Regions from separate parts of the Sus scrofa genome. Here region 2 is linked to region 1. Evidence: chromatin contacts called from public Hi-C data. All regions are on one chromosome and are shown on one strand. Each heading gives the region's core, a stretch centred on a gene start, on an enhancer-like site or on the middle of the called end of the contact. The rest is flanking DNA. Distances are from core to core; before and after follow the strand shown. Region 1 overlaps DST (dystonin). Region 2 overlaps DST (dystonin).

The links. Hi-C and Micro-C count contacts between places; a contact is called where the count stands out from the background.
Region 2: a Hi-C map of skeletal muscle shows a contact between it and region 1, with 4 times the contacts expected there. The contact joins two enhancer-like sites. A contact is called at or near these places in 3 of 47 Hi-C or Micro-C datasets (embryonic fibroblasts and skeletal muscle) and 1 of 2 datasets of contacts at active chromatin or transcription factors (skeletal muscle).

Annotation. Positions count from the first base shown.
Region 1 is chr7:28,983,581-28,990,143 of Sscrofa11.1, forward strand. All of the region lies in intron 4 of DST (dystonin), which reads left to right. Among named protein-coding and RNA genes, the nearest start is that of DST, 170 kb to the left of the region's middle. Within about 2 kb of position 2,626, at least 6 of the 83 cell types and tissues checked have an H3K27ac peak or open chromatin away from gene starts, as enhancers often do. A contact at or near this core is called in skeletal muscle, where this site is marked.
Region 2 is chr7:29,129,262-29,136,491 of Sscrofa11.1, forward strand. DST (dystonin) reads left to right here. Exons shown (of 101, transcript XM_021098579.1): 30 at 254-432; 31 at 932-1,070; 32 at 2,163-2,356; 33 at 3,900-4,062; 34 at 4,772-4,855; 35 at 5,474-5,581; 36 at 6,440-6,538. Among named protein-coding and RNA genes, the nearest start is that of COL21A1, 280 kb to the right of the region's middle. Within about 2 kb of position 3,875, at least 1 of the 83 cell types and tissues checked has an H3K27ac peak or open chromatin away from gene starts, as enhancers often do. A contact at or near this core is called in skeletal muscle, where this site is marked.

The DNA of each region.
Region 1 (6,563 bases), core at 1,376-3,875:
ATTTAGGAGTTCCCATCATGGCGCAGTGGGAACGAATCTGACTAGGAACCATGAGGTTTCGGGTTCGATCCCTGGCCTCGCTCAGTGGGTTAAGGATCCGGCGTTGCCATGAGCCGTGGTGTAGGTTGCAGACGCGGCTTGGATCCTGCGTTGCTGTGGCTGTGGTATAGGCAGGCAGCTCCAGCTCTGATTTGACCCCTAGCCTGGGAACCTCCATATGCTGCGGCCCTAAAAACCAAAAAAAAAAAAAAGGGGCAATTTCATTTACAAATGCAGAGGTTAGCCTTCTTTTGAAAAAACAAAACAGGCCATCTGGTAACCCTTGGCCCTCATATTCCAAGGCAACGATTGGCAGAAGCTGAGCAGGGGGTCACCCTGGTTCCTGCGTCCCCCTCGCCTTGAGCTCAGCCTGTTGCTGACCCTTGGCCTCTGTCTGTTGGTGCCAAATACAAATGCAGAGACAGGGTTTTGGGTGAAGGAGAGAGAACAAGATAGCTTTGTTGCTTTGCCAGGCAAAGGAGGCCACAGCAGACTAATGTCTTAAAGACTGTGCCCCCCCTGGGAGAGATTGGGAGGTGGTTTTATAGTTTGGGGAGTGGAAAACAGGGCCGCAGATAAGGATCAGGGGAGAGGCAAGCTTGCATGGCTTTTCAGAGCCGGTGATCCTTCTCTCTGGAAATGAAGAAGGCTTCATTGACATCTTCCATTTGTTGAGGGCTTTAGCTCTGTGGATGAACTCAAAAGTATTGTTATCCACGTTCCCGGAGGGGGACCAGGGCCCTGCCCCAAGGCTGTACCGCTGTCTCTTGACTGTTCCTCGCTGGTCTCTTCACCCCCCTCCCTTCCCGGATTAGCAACTCTCTGCACCTGCTTTTTGGAACCCAGGCAAGGTCAGGGAGGCTGAAGCCCATTCCCCAAAAACAAGAAATGGGGGATACAGGAAAGCCTGTGTGCGCAGGAGCCCACAAGGCCTTGCTTGGTCTCACCTCCCCATGGTCACGGACGGGGCGGGCCGGCCGGTCGGTCTCCTGAGTGTGTTGGGTAAGAGGTGTGCAGACGGCAGCCTTTTGTCTGTAGGTGTGTAGGCTTTTGTGGTGTTTGTCTGGGTCGGGGAGAGGAAGTGAAAAAAGCATGTTAATTCAGTATGGGGGTGGTTATACGGGACGCACAGTGAAGAAATGTTACCTGGTGACCAGTACTTAGGAGGGCCCGAGGCTCAGAAAAGAATATAAAGACAGGTCGGGAGTGCCCGCCATGGCTCAGCTGTTAATGAGTCTGACTAGCATCCATGAGGACACAGGTTTGATCCCTGGCCCTGCTCAGTGGGTTAAGGATCTGGTGTTGCCGTGAGCTGTGGTGTAGCTTGCAGATGTGGCTGGGATCCCGCGTTGCCGTGGCTGTGGTGTAGGCTGGCGGTTACAGCTCCAAATCAGCCCCTAGCCTGGGAACCTCTGTATGCTGTGGGTGAGGCCCTAAAAAACCAAAAAAAAAAAAAAAAAAAAAAAAAGACAAGTGTACTAGTTATCTATTCTGCATAACGAACGTTTAAAGTTGTGGAATAGTTGACCTACAATGTTGTGTTAGTATTTTTTTTTTAATTTTAATGATTTTAATTTTTTTTTCCATTATAGCTGGTTTGCAGGGTTCTGTCAGCTTTCTACTATACAGCAAGGTGACCCAGTTACGCATACATGTATACATTCTTTTTCTCACATTATCATGCTCCGTCATAAGTGACTAGATATAGTTCCCAGTGCTACACAGCAGGATCTCATTGCTTATCTGTTGTGTTAGTTTCAGGTGAACAGCAAAGTGATTCTGTTTTATATATATACTTTTTCAGATTCCTTTCCCATATAGGTTTTTATAGGATATTGAGTCACGTTCCCTGTGCTATACAGCAGATCCTTGTTGATTAATTCTTTTATGTATAGCAGTGTGTTTCTTTTAATCCAAAACTCCTAATTTATTCCCCTCCCACAACCAAAAGTTTGTTTTCTGTGTCTGAGTGTCTATTTCTGTTTCATGAAGTTCATCTGTATTATTTTTATTAGATTCCACCTGTTAGTGATCCCATATGAGATTTGTCTCTCTCTTACTTCACTTGGTTGGATCATCTCCATCCATGTTGCTGGGATTTTCCATGTAACAAATTACTCACCAGCCTAGAAGCTTTAAACAGTATTTACCATCTCACGGAGCCTGGGAGTGGCTTCGCTGGGAGTTGGGGGCTGGTCTGTCACCAGAAGGCAGGCAGCCTGGTCGTCAGGCCAACAGAAGGCGAGGGGTCCCGGGCTTACCCTGGGGGTTGTCCCCAGGGGCTGGCCACTGCTGTGATGTACCTGTGGCCACCACCTTCCTGAGGGCCCTGGGCCCTATGTAATGCCACTTCAGAGCACCCTGTGACAAAATGACCTGTGATCTGAAATGTTCTCTTCTGCTAAGTGACCCTGATTCTCACTGTTTACTTTTGAATATAAACCTGAATAAAAACAACGGGGAGTTTTAAAGAGCATGTCGTTTGTTGCCTTAGTTTTGTAGTTTTTTAGACTGGAGATGCTGCCTGGTAACCACGTGGTCAGAGTCACATGAAGGACCAGCTGCAGCTCTGGTAGTGGACAGAAGACATTTGTACGTTTGACTCGCAGGAGAGAGTAATCTGGCCACAGCCCCCCACCCGACCCCTGCCACACCGAGAGCATCGGAGCATAGAAACATCATTTAAGAAACATCTCTTGGAGTTCCAGTCATGGCTCAGTGGTTAACGAATCCGACTAGGAACCACGAGGTTGCGGGTTCGATCTCTGGACTCACTCAGTGGGTTAAGGACCTGGCGTTGTGAGCTGTGGTGTAGGTCGCAGATGCAGCTTGGATCCCGCGGTGCTGTGACTCTGGCGTAGGCCGGCGGCTACAGCTCCGATCCTAGCCTGGGAACCTCCATATGCCGCAGGAGCAGCCCTAGAAAAAGGCAAAAAGCCAAAAGAAAAAAAAAGAAAGAAAGAAACATCTCTTGATTCAGCTCATAAAGAACTTAGGTCTCTTTTTATTCATGTTTTCCCCTTCATAAAAGAATTCAGATGTTATACTGAAAAATTTACTCTGTCCATTAAGGTGTAAATTTGACATTTGGTTTTGCCAAATGATAAAGTGCTTATATGGCAGAAGTTGGCCCACAGTCTAAAATTATACTTACTTTTAAAAGTTGATATTTGGATAGGTCAGTTTTCTTCCCATTGCTCAACCCTGACGTTTAAAATAGCCTGGAGCCCACCTGATCAGGTGTAACTTTCCCCTGCTTCTGCTGCGGTGTCTCTTAAGGAAAGCAGTTTCTTAGTAATGCTGGGGTTCTTTTATTTTCTCGCTTGAATATTCACACTTGAGGTTATGATTGCACAGACCACGCACCAGCCTGGTGACTCTGATGTAACCTTGCAGTAGGGTGAGAAAACATTTTGCAGCTGAGCTTAAAAGGTCACGCACTCCCTGAACTTGTAGGTAAAATTTGGTGTCTGTGTACATGTGTGATGTGCATTTGAAAGGAAGCCTGCAGATTTCACCAGATTCTCCAAGGGACCTGTGATCCCCACACTGCTAATGACTCTGTGTTTTGTGCCATTTTAACCCCTGGTTGTGATTAATTTTGCTGTTATGTTTGTGCAGTCAGTGTTTGTGGCAAACAGGGAACAGATATTTCTATTTTTTGCATAGGCAAATGGAGTCTTGCCATTTTACCCACAAATACGCAAAACTAAAACATCTACGTGAATATTTTGACCCAGGGCCTTTGTACTTCTTTGACAATGATTTATAACTTTCGAATTGTTGGAGATAAACATTTTTACCATGTAATGTACAGACGTCCTCACACTCCACATTCGATTCGGGAAATTCTGGTGTCTCCTTAAATGACACTGCATTCTTGAACTATTACGTGACAGCCACAGCCAGAATGTCGGGGGACAACTGCTCTTCGCAGACAATTTTAGTCGCATACCAGGGTGAGGATTAGCGCTCATCTAAATTGGGGGCCCCGTGAAAAAGAATTTATGAACTTCCAAAGTGATGCCCAGTTTTCTTAGGTAATGTTTTTCATTCTGTTCCCTTTTGAAGAGACTCTATTATCTAACAGGAATTCAGTTAAAATACCTCTTGGTAATTGGATGGTCAGTGTTCATTTTAAAACACAAGTTATTCTGAGATGTGGTGGCTCTCAGGCTGTATGTATACTGTCCAGAAGAAAGGGTTTTTTTTTGTTGGTTTGTTTTTTAATAAACGGAGCTCTCTTTTCTCCAACTTCCACTTTATTCCTCAATAGTTAGTTTCCTGGCTGGTTATTTGTTTGTTTACATGCTTAAAGGCAGCAGGTTTTTTTGTTTGTTTGTTTGTTTGTTTGTTTGTTTTTCCCCCCCGAGAGTCCCACTTTAAGGAGCAGCAAAAACTAGTATGGGGAAGATTCTAGTTCATCTTTTCGAACCTGTATGACTTTGAAGAACTGGGCACAGGGAGCACGGCAGTTGTGTCCTATCAGCAGTGGTCGCAAAGCTCCAGTTCTGGGAAGATGAAGGGAACAGATTAGGGTGTCTCACGCTCAGGGTTGAAATTTACTCACAGGCTTTGACGTTAGGTGCAGTTACGATCTTTTGGATTAAATTAGGCTGGTGTCCTGCTTAACCACGAAGGTGTGTTTATTATGTCGCTACTTTGACAGCTGGAAGATAACGTGCACAACACAGGTCACATCGCCCTGTCTAGTGTCATGACAAGACCACAGTTCTGGGTGGGACAGTTTCAAGCTGGGACCTTTCTTATTTGTTTAAGTTCTCTGAACCTAACTTTTTACCACAGGTATGGCTTTCTGGTTACTGTTGTATTACTAATCTCCTTTACCTGCTTTGAAGGAGTCCAGTGGGGGCCTGACATCGATGACGTCATCACATACCTGTACCATTGTCACCGATGTGGATGCGGCGAAGGGCAGCTTCGTGGGGCAAGGAGAGAAATGACGGGGTTTGATGGAGGAAGTCATCTAAGGAACATTGAAACGTTACTCTTTAGCTCGAATCATGGAAATAGTTGTGGAGCTTTCCCCACTCTTGCTTCTTGAGATTTCATTTCCGCTTTCCGTGTCCCTTTTCTGTGTGTCATAGTAACTCCATTTGGGAATTGGGCAGGATATGGATCATAAGGTAACATGAGACTAAGCATTTTGAGGGCAGGGAATAATGTTTTAGATGAATAGCCTTTGAGAGCCGATTTTTACAACTGCACTGCGCTCCGCCTGTTTATTCCTCTCTGCCCTCACGGATCTTTGTACCGCCTGTGTAGATTTTTGCCGTTTCCAGATTCCAGCTGTAGAATCATACAGCCTGCAGCCTTTTTGCATTTGTCTTTGTTCACTTTGCAGTGTACCGTGAAGGTTCCTCTGTATCTCCTCATGGCTTGATAGCTCATTTTTTCTTTGTCTAGCATTTACCTTTGTGTGTGTGTGTGTGTGTGTGTGTGTGTGTGTGTGTGTGTGTGTGTGTTTTAGGGCTGCACCTGCGGCATATGGAGTTTACCAGGCTAGAGGCAACTGAGGTCTACACCACAGCCACATCGGTGTAGGATCCAACCTGCATCTGCGATCTACACCACGGCTCATGGCAACGCCAGATCCTCAACCCAGTGAGGCCAGGGATCAGACTTGCATCTTCATGGATACTAATTGGGTTTGTAACTCGCTGAGTCACAACGTGAACTCCATCTTTTTCCAGCATTTACAATAAAAAAAAATAAGTGTTTCCCTGTGGCACAGTGAGTTAAGTATCCAGTGTTTTCACTGCTGTGGCTCAGGTTCAATCCCTGCCCCCAGAACTTCTGCATGCCACGGGTGTGGCAAAAAATATCAGAATTAAAAATCAGGCGTTCCCATTGTGGTTCAGTGGGTTAAGAACCCGACATAGTATCCGTGAGGATTCAGGTTCGATCCCTGGCCTCACTCAGTGGGTTAAGGATCCAGCATTGCCATGAGCTGTGGTGTAGGTTGCCGACTCGGCTTGGATCCTCTATTGTGGTGGCTGTGGTGTAGGCCGGCGGCTACAGCTGCCATTAGACCCCTAGCCTGGGAACCTCCATATGCCAGAGGTGCAGCTCTAAAAAAAAAATTAAAGAAATAAAATTAAAAAATGAATAAAGCTTCTGTAATCATTGCGTGCACATTGTGTGTGGGCATAAGTTTTCATTTTGTCTGGGTAAATACCTATGAGCGTGATTAATGGATTATATGGTGAGACTGTGTTTAGCTTTGTATGAAACTGTTAGTCTGCCTTCCAAAGTGGCTGTGCTGTTTGCATTTCTGTCAACAACAAATAAGAATTTCTGTGGCTCCATGTGCTTGTCAGCATTTGATGTTGTCTAGGGTTTTAGATTTTGTCCATTCTAAGAGGTGTGTCCTGGTATCTCCTTGTTGTTTTAGTTTGCATTTCCCTAAGGCCTGTGACCGGGGCCGTCTTTTCATGTGCTTGTTTGACATTTGTCTGTCTCCTTTGGTGAGGTGACTGTTTTGATGTTTTGCCACTTTTCTG
Region 2 (7,230 bases), core at 2,625-5,124, 150 kb after region 1:
CGACCTACGCCAGAGCCACAGCAACGTGGGATCCGAGCTGCGTCTGCAACCTACACCACAGCTCATGGCAACGCCGGATCGTTAACCCACTGAGCAAGGGCAGGGACCGAACCCACAACCTCATGGTTCCTAGTCGGATTCGTTAACCACTGCGCCACGACGGGAACTCCAGTGTGTGTTTTTAAAGTCTTTGAAGGAAGAGACCCCATCTGGAGTGGTGGCCTGACCCCCATCTTTGTTCTCTGTTTTATAGAAACTAAAGAAAGAGCTGGAGCGACTTAAAGATGACTTGGCCACCATCACAAACAAATGTGAAGACTTCTTCAGTCAAGCAGCTGCTTCTTCCTCAGCCCCCACATTGCGCTCTGAGCTCAGTGTGGTCGTCCAGAGCATGAACCACGTCTATTCCATGTCCTCCACCTACATTGAAAAGTACATACTATAAACTGTATAAACTGGCTTCGCACAATGGCCATTTTTATATACGTGCTGCTCATTTTTAAGAATATAGATTTTCTTGTCTTAAGGACACATATATTTATGATTTCTATTGATTTATGCTGTTTCTTCATGTTGAAAGGGAGGGGGTCTCGGAGACCAGAGCATTCAGGGCATTAGTGATCTTCCTACTTTCTGCCTGTAGTTTTGGTAGCTCACCTGTTGTAGAGTATAGGACTTTCCTCCCAGGCTTGGTCCAAAGTAGGTTTGAAAGAAGCCTTATTCTGGTGGGATCTCCTGCTAAAGGCCACCACTGGGGCAGGGCGTGGGTTCTGTAAGCAGACAGTTAGCTGGACGTTAATCTGGTAGTAAATGTGTTGGTGTCCCAAGATGAAGAACATACTGTATCATGCCCCCTAATGGTGCTTTAGGACTGCACTGTGGGAAAATAAATGCTTACCAAAAGGGGGAAATGTTTGATTCTCTTTTCTAGGCTGAAAACTGTTAACTTGGTGTTAAAAAACACTCAAGCTGCAGAAGCCCTTGTAAAGCTCTATGAAACGAAACTGTGTGAAGAGGAAGCAGTTATAGCTGACAAAAATAACATTGAGAATCTAATAAGTACTTTAAAGGTATGACCTTACTGCTGGCTATTTTTTCAGATTGTCTTTTAAAAGTATTTCTCTAGCACTTGACTCAGGTCTTCAGACACCAAACATTAAATATCTTCACTTGAATACATTTATATTCATTCCGTGTCCTGTCATGACTTACTGTAAATAAGTTAAATTGTCATTTTTAATTTGAGGTGAGTTCTTGTTTGAAGTTTTGTGGTTTTTTTTTCATTGAAGTGCAGTTGATTTATAATGTTGTGTTAGTGTCAGGTGTGCAGCACAGTGATTCAGTGATATATATACATATATATATTCTTTTTCAGATTCTTTTCTTTGCAGATTTAGTTTGAAATTTGAATCTTTTTGACAGGTTTTTATAGGCAGTTCATGTTGGCAACAAGAGGAGTTGAAGCTAAAAAGTAAATATTTGTAATAGTTTCCTTAAAGAAGCAGTTACTTTAAGAAATCAAGGAAATAAGTAGGGGAGTTAGTTAATCTAGGAAGAAAAAAGACTGGTAGTTGTGCTTGACTATTTCTGTTATTCTGTTCAGAAAACCCTGAGTAAAGCTGGTGCATAGTAGTTGTGAAAAGTTATCTCAGTGACTTTTAATGCATGTATTCATTTTTAAACAATGAAAAAGACTTATTGAGGTAGCAGACTTGCTTATGGAATTTGTTTTATTTTATTCATATGTAGATTCTCTTAGGCCGAACTTTATTAAATTGTTGATTTTTTAAAAAATCGGATGATCTTTTGTGGGGGTTTTTGGCCATGGTCAAGGCATGTGGAAGTTGCTGGGCTAGGGATCGAACCCTCCCCGTGACAGTGACCCAAGACACAGTAGTGGCAATACTGGATCCTTAACCCACTGAGACACCAGGGAACTCCCAAAGATTATTGATTTTTTTTTTTTTTTAGGTCAAAATACAGTTAAATATTGGCTTTTTATAAGTACAGCCTCGTGTAATATTATGTCTATGAAAGATATTCTTTCCATTGTCTGGTTTTATCTCAGTCATTTGTAAGAATTGTAAAATCAGGTGAATAATGTGTTCGCCCAGGGAGGGGTCGACACCTTTCATTAACTTTCACCAACTGGTGTGTTTCAGCGATGGAGATCAGAGGTTGATGAAAAGAGAGAGGTCTTCCACGCTCTGGAGGATGAGCTGCAGAGAGCCAAGACCATCAGTGATGAGATGTTTAAAACTTACAAGGAGCGTGACCTTGACCTTGACTGGCACAAAGAAAAAGCAGATCAGCTGGTGGAGAGGTGGCAAAATGTTCACATACAGATTGACAATAAGTCAGTGCCTTTTCCATTCGGTTTTAGCTCAGATTTAATCTTTCTCTTGAGTATTCTGGGTAGTCTTGGCGTGTTAGGCATTTATCTGCCTTATGTAATTAATTCTGTAGAGTTAATATCCATATAAAGTTCGTTGTGTTCATTGCAAGGCTCTAATTCCATTTCTTTTTCATAGGATGGACTTTAGCAAGATCTTTAACTTACAAATAAATATTTTTAGTTCCATGTTATGACAACTATTGATCTACTCTGACATGTGTATGGTTAGTCTATTTGCCTTTTTTTGAAGGAAAAAAACAATATAGTTCTCTAATTTTCAACAAGTTGTAATGTCCAAATAACCATGACTTAGTAAGAGGAGCGTGGGTCATGCATTTCCTAGAGCTGGATGTAACATTTACACTAGATAAATAAATAGATAAATAAATAAATAGATAAATAAATAAAGATAAATAAAGAGAGTTCCCTGGTGGCTCAGTGGGTTAAAGATCCGGCGTTGTCACTGCTGTGGTGCCGCAGGTTCCATCCCTGACCTGGGAACTTCCACATGCTGCAGGTATAGCCAGAAAAAAAAAGAGGTGTAAAGAAACGGAAACGCCCTGATGCTCATTTTATTTTATTTTATTTTATTTTATTTTATTTTATTTTATTTTATGTTGTCTTTTTTTGCCCTTTTCTAGGGCCTCCCATGGCATATGGAGGTTCCCAGGCTAGGCGTCTAATCGGAGCTACCGCTGCCGGCCTACACCAGAGCCACAGCAATGCTGGACCTGAGCCTCGTCTTCGACCTACACCACAGCTCATGGCAACACCGGATCCTTAACCCACTGAGAGAGGCCAGGGATCGAACCCGCAACCTCATGGCTCCTAGTCAGATTCATTAACCGCTGAGCCACAACGGGAACTCCCCTGATGCTCATTTTCATCAAAGATATAAGAAAGTTGAAATGATTTCCCAGTGACTGAAATGAAAAAGCAGAGGGAAATAGGTGGTATGGGAGGCTCATCCTAACACAAAAGGAATAGTCTTATTCATTTTTTTACGGGTTTTTTTTCCTTTTTAGGGCTGCACCTGCAGCACATGGAAGTTTCCAGACTAGGGGTCAAATGGGAGCTGTAGCCACCAGCCTACACCACAGCCACAGCAACCCGGGATCCGAGCTGCATCTGTGACCTACACCATAGCTCACGGCAACGCCGGATCCTTAACCCACTGAGAGAAACCCGGTATTGAATGCACATCCTCATGGATTCTAATCGGGTTCTTAACCTGCTCAGCCACAACAGGAACTCCCCAATTTTCCTGCTTTTAGTCTCTTGGGCTCATTCCCAGGATAATCAGTACAACAGCGGGAGTAAACTAGTTTAAAAGCTCAAATGAGGCAGGGGGGGCCCTTGGAGATGGGCCTGGGGTGCTGTGGCTTTAGTTCCTGGACGCACCCCTGTGGTGCTGGCTGCACCCCAGGACAGTTACTTTGTCCCTCCTTCTCCACACCTCCCGCCTCTGCTGGAAGCCGTGACTGTTCCGTGGTTCCTCTCTCAGGTTACGTGACCTGGAAGGCCTGGGCAAGTCGCTGAAGCAGTACAGAGACTCCTATCATCCTCTGGATGACTGGATCCAGCAGGTTGAGACGACTCAGAGAAAGATTCAGGAAAATCAGCCTGAAAATAGCAAAACCCTCGCCACACAGTTGAATCAGCAAAAGGTGCGTCAATAACGATTCCTTGTACTGAGGTTGTGTCTGCATTTGGTCGCTCACGACTTTTATCTTCCTTTCTCATTCAAAGAATAAGTCATCCAATGTAAAAAAAAAGAAAAGAAAAAAGATAAGTCCACTTTTGAGGGAGGGGGATGGGGAGTCCTAAATACTAAGATCTTACTCAGACATGCCTGCATTGCATGGATTTCTTGGATGTCATTTTTGAAGGCGTACGGAATAATATAAAGCAGCGTGCTGGCACAGTGTTCCAAGTCCTAATAATCATTTCATCCCGGCATGGAAATCTCTCTGGCACTTTTCCTGGGATCCTAGATAACTAGAGATTGTTAGTTGTAGAAAACTGAGCAGCCGCATTTGACAGTTAAATGCTTTGGGATTTTTGTTCCATCCTGATGGCCAGTCATTTCTAGCCTCTTTAGATCGGGATTACGTGGGGACCAAGGGTCTCGAGTCTTCTTTTAGATCGTTCCTGTGGAGTTTCGTAATTTCTGCTGTGGAAGCCCCGTGAGGGTGTGTCACTTAGTGGCTTACCGTTGAAAGTTTGTGCTCTAGCCGCAAGCCAGAGGACATCAAGTGCTGCCGGGGGAAAGGGCTGTGTTATTAAGTGGTGTGGGTATTCCTTGGGGCCTGGGATCTTAGTTACCGGACAGTATAGACATCCTTGTCCTCTTTCTCCTCCACTGTGTGTTTATAGATGCTGGTGTCGGAAATAGAAATGAAACAGAGCAAAATGGATGAGTGTCAGAAATTCGCAGAACAGTACTCCGTGGCCGTGAAGGTGAGCGGGCTGGTTCCTTGCGTCCAGGGTAACGTGCAGGGGTGGCTTCGTTCCGTCTCCGCTAAAACTGAGAACCATGTTGGCTTGAGTCTCTTGGACAGTTATCTGTTCATTCTTTGTGGGAACCTGAGTCCCAGGGTGACCCCGGGTTCTTTTATGCCTCCGCCACACATGTGCATAGCACACCCACCCCACGTAGCTCTGGAATCTGACTCTTACCGCCTTGCTGATCCCTCCCCACCTTGCTGGAACTTTCCACGGGAGAACTTCGACCTTAGGACTGTCCTCCCTGTGCTGAGTCGCCCCCCAAGCTCAGCTTCCACCACCTAGATCCTCAGATCTACTTCCTCACCAGAGGAGAGGGAGGCTGGGAATACCAGTGCATTGGCCCTAAGTGTCCCCACGGGATGTGGGACCTTTCCTGGCCACCCTGAATGTTTCTGACTTGTATCACCCCCTGGAAACATCTCGGGATTGGAGCGATTCCTGAAAACGGGGTTCTGCAGTATTTTCTGAAAGTTGGCGAGACCCGGTTAGGTTTCCCTGCGTTAGATCACAGTAGAGGGACCCCCCCAGGCGGAGCTGGGTGAACGTGACCTCACTGGTTCCTTTGCACAGGACTACGAGTTACAGACGATGACCTACCGGGCCATGGTGGACTCGCAGCAGAAGTCTCCGGTGAAACGCAGGAGGGTGCAGAGCTCAGCCGACCTCGTCATCCAGGAGGTGATGCACAGAGGGAGGGTGTAACAGGCAGAAGCCTCGCTTTCACAACCTTGCACTTACACATTTGTCTTGTGGTCACGTGCGCCTAATAGAAAGTTCACCATCCTGGCCATTTGTAAACGTACAGTTCAGCGGCCTTCAGTACATTCATAACGTACTTGACCACGAGCCATTTTCAGAACATTTCATCATCCCCAATAGAAGCGCTCTGCCTATAACAACGCATTTATTAAGGGTTTTAAAAAACCCTTTGAAAATCTTTATTTTTTCTCCTGCAGCGTAGGGACGTTCCCAGGCTAGGGGTTGAATTGGAGGTCGAGCTGCAGGCCTACACCACAGCCACAGCCACACCAGATCTGAGCTGCATCTGTGACCTACACTACAGCTTGTGGCAACGCCCCATCCTTAACCCACTGAGCAAGGCCAGGGATCAAATCTGCATCTTTGAAGATACCTGTTAGGTTCTTAACCTGTTGAGCCACAGCAGAAACTCTGGAAATATCCATTCAAGGTTAATTAATGCAGAATAATAAATGTACCTCATGATTAAATTTAGAAGAGGATTATCAGCAAGTGCAGTTTGCACACAAGTGATCTCATTCTTGGTGGCTCAGCAGGTTAAGGATCTGGCATTGTCACTGCTGTAGCTCGGGTTTCATCCCTGGCTCCAGGAACTTCCACATGCCGCAATGGTGCCACCCCCCAAAAAATCTCATTCCTCTGCGGTTATCATTACAGGGCAGTTGTGGACTTCCCTGTCACAAAGCCTTGTTAAGATTTTAATTATTCCTCAGCGTTCATTCCACTCATTTAGGGCAACTGGAGATGACATTTTTATTATGTTTTCCTTACTTGCAGTTCATGGACCTAAGGACACGGTATACTGCTCTGGTCACCCTCATGACACAGTATATTAAATTTGCTGGCGACTCTCTGAAGAGGCTGGAAGAGGAGGAGGTAACCATTAACCACGGGCAGGTCACTGAAAAGGAGCCACGAGGTGGTTGCATGATACGCTCACATGGCTGAGAGCTGATATATAAGTGATGAATTATAAAATTACTGGGAAAAAGAGAAGCTTAGGATTTGGCAGTTGTTATTAAGATTCTCTCGGATTGAAAACCATTTTTTTTGCTTTTTAGGGCCGCCACTCCTGCATATGGAGGTTCCCAGGCTAGGGGTGGAATCAGAGCTGCAGCTGCCTGCCTATGCCCCAGCCACAGCAACGCCAGATCCGAGCCGCATCTGCCACCTACACCAGAGCTTACAGCAACGTCCACTGAGCGAGGCCAGGGATTGAGCCCACAAGCTCATGGTTCCTAGTCGGATTCATTTCCGCTGCGCCATGATGGGAACTCTGAATTGAAAAACATTTTTATTTTTCGCTCTAAGGACTCTCATATGATGGGATTGAAGGTCTTAAGTGGTTCTTTTTAAATTATGGACTGTTGGCAGTTTGGCAGAATATTTTTCAGTTTTCTCACAGTTGAGCAATAAACTTCTTTGAAGTATTCTTACTACTGTTATGAGGTCTGCAGAAACACTACATAAACACCTTTGTTTTGTGCATTTTAAATTAATTTACCTCTTCAAGGCTTTAAAGCAAAAGCCATTAAGTTAGAAGTGCCAGGTATTTATACAAAACAGTA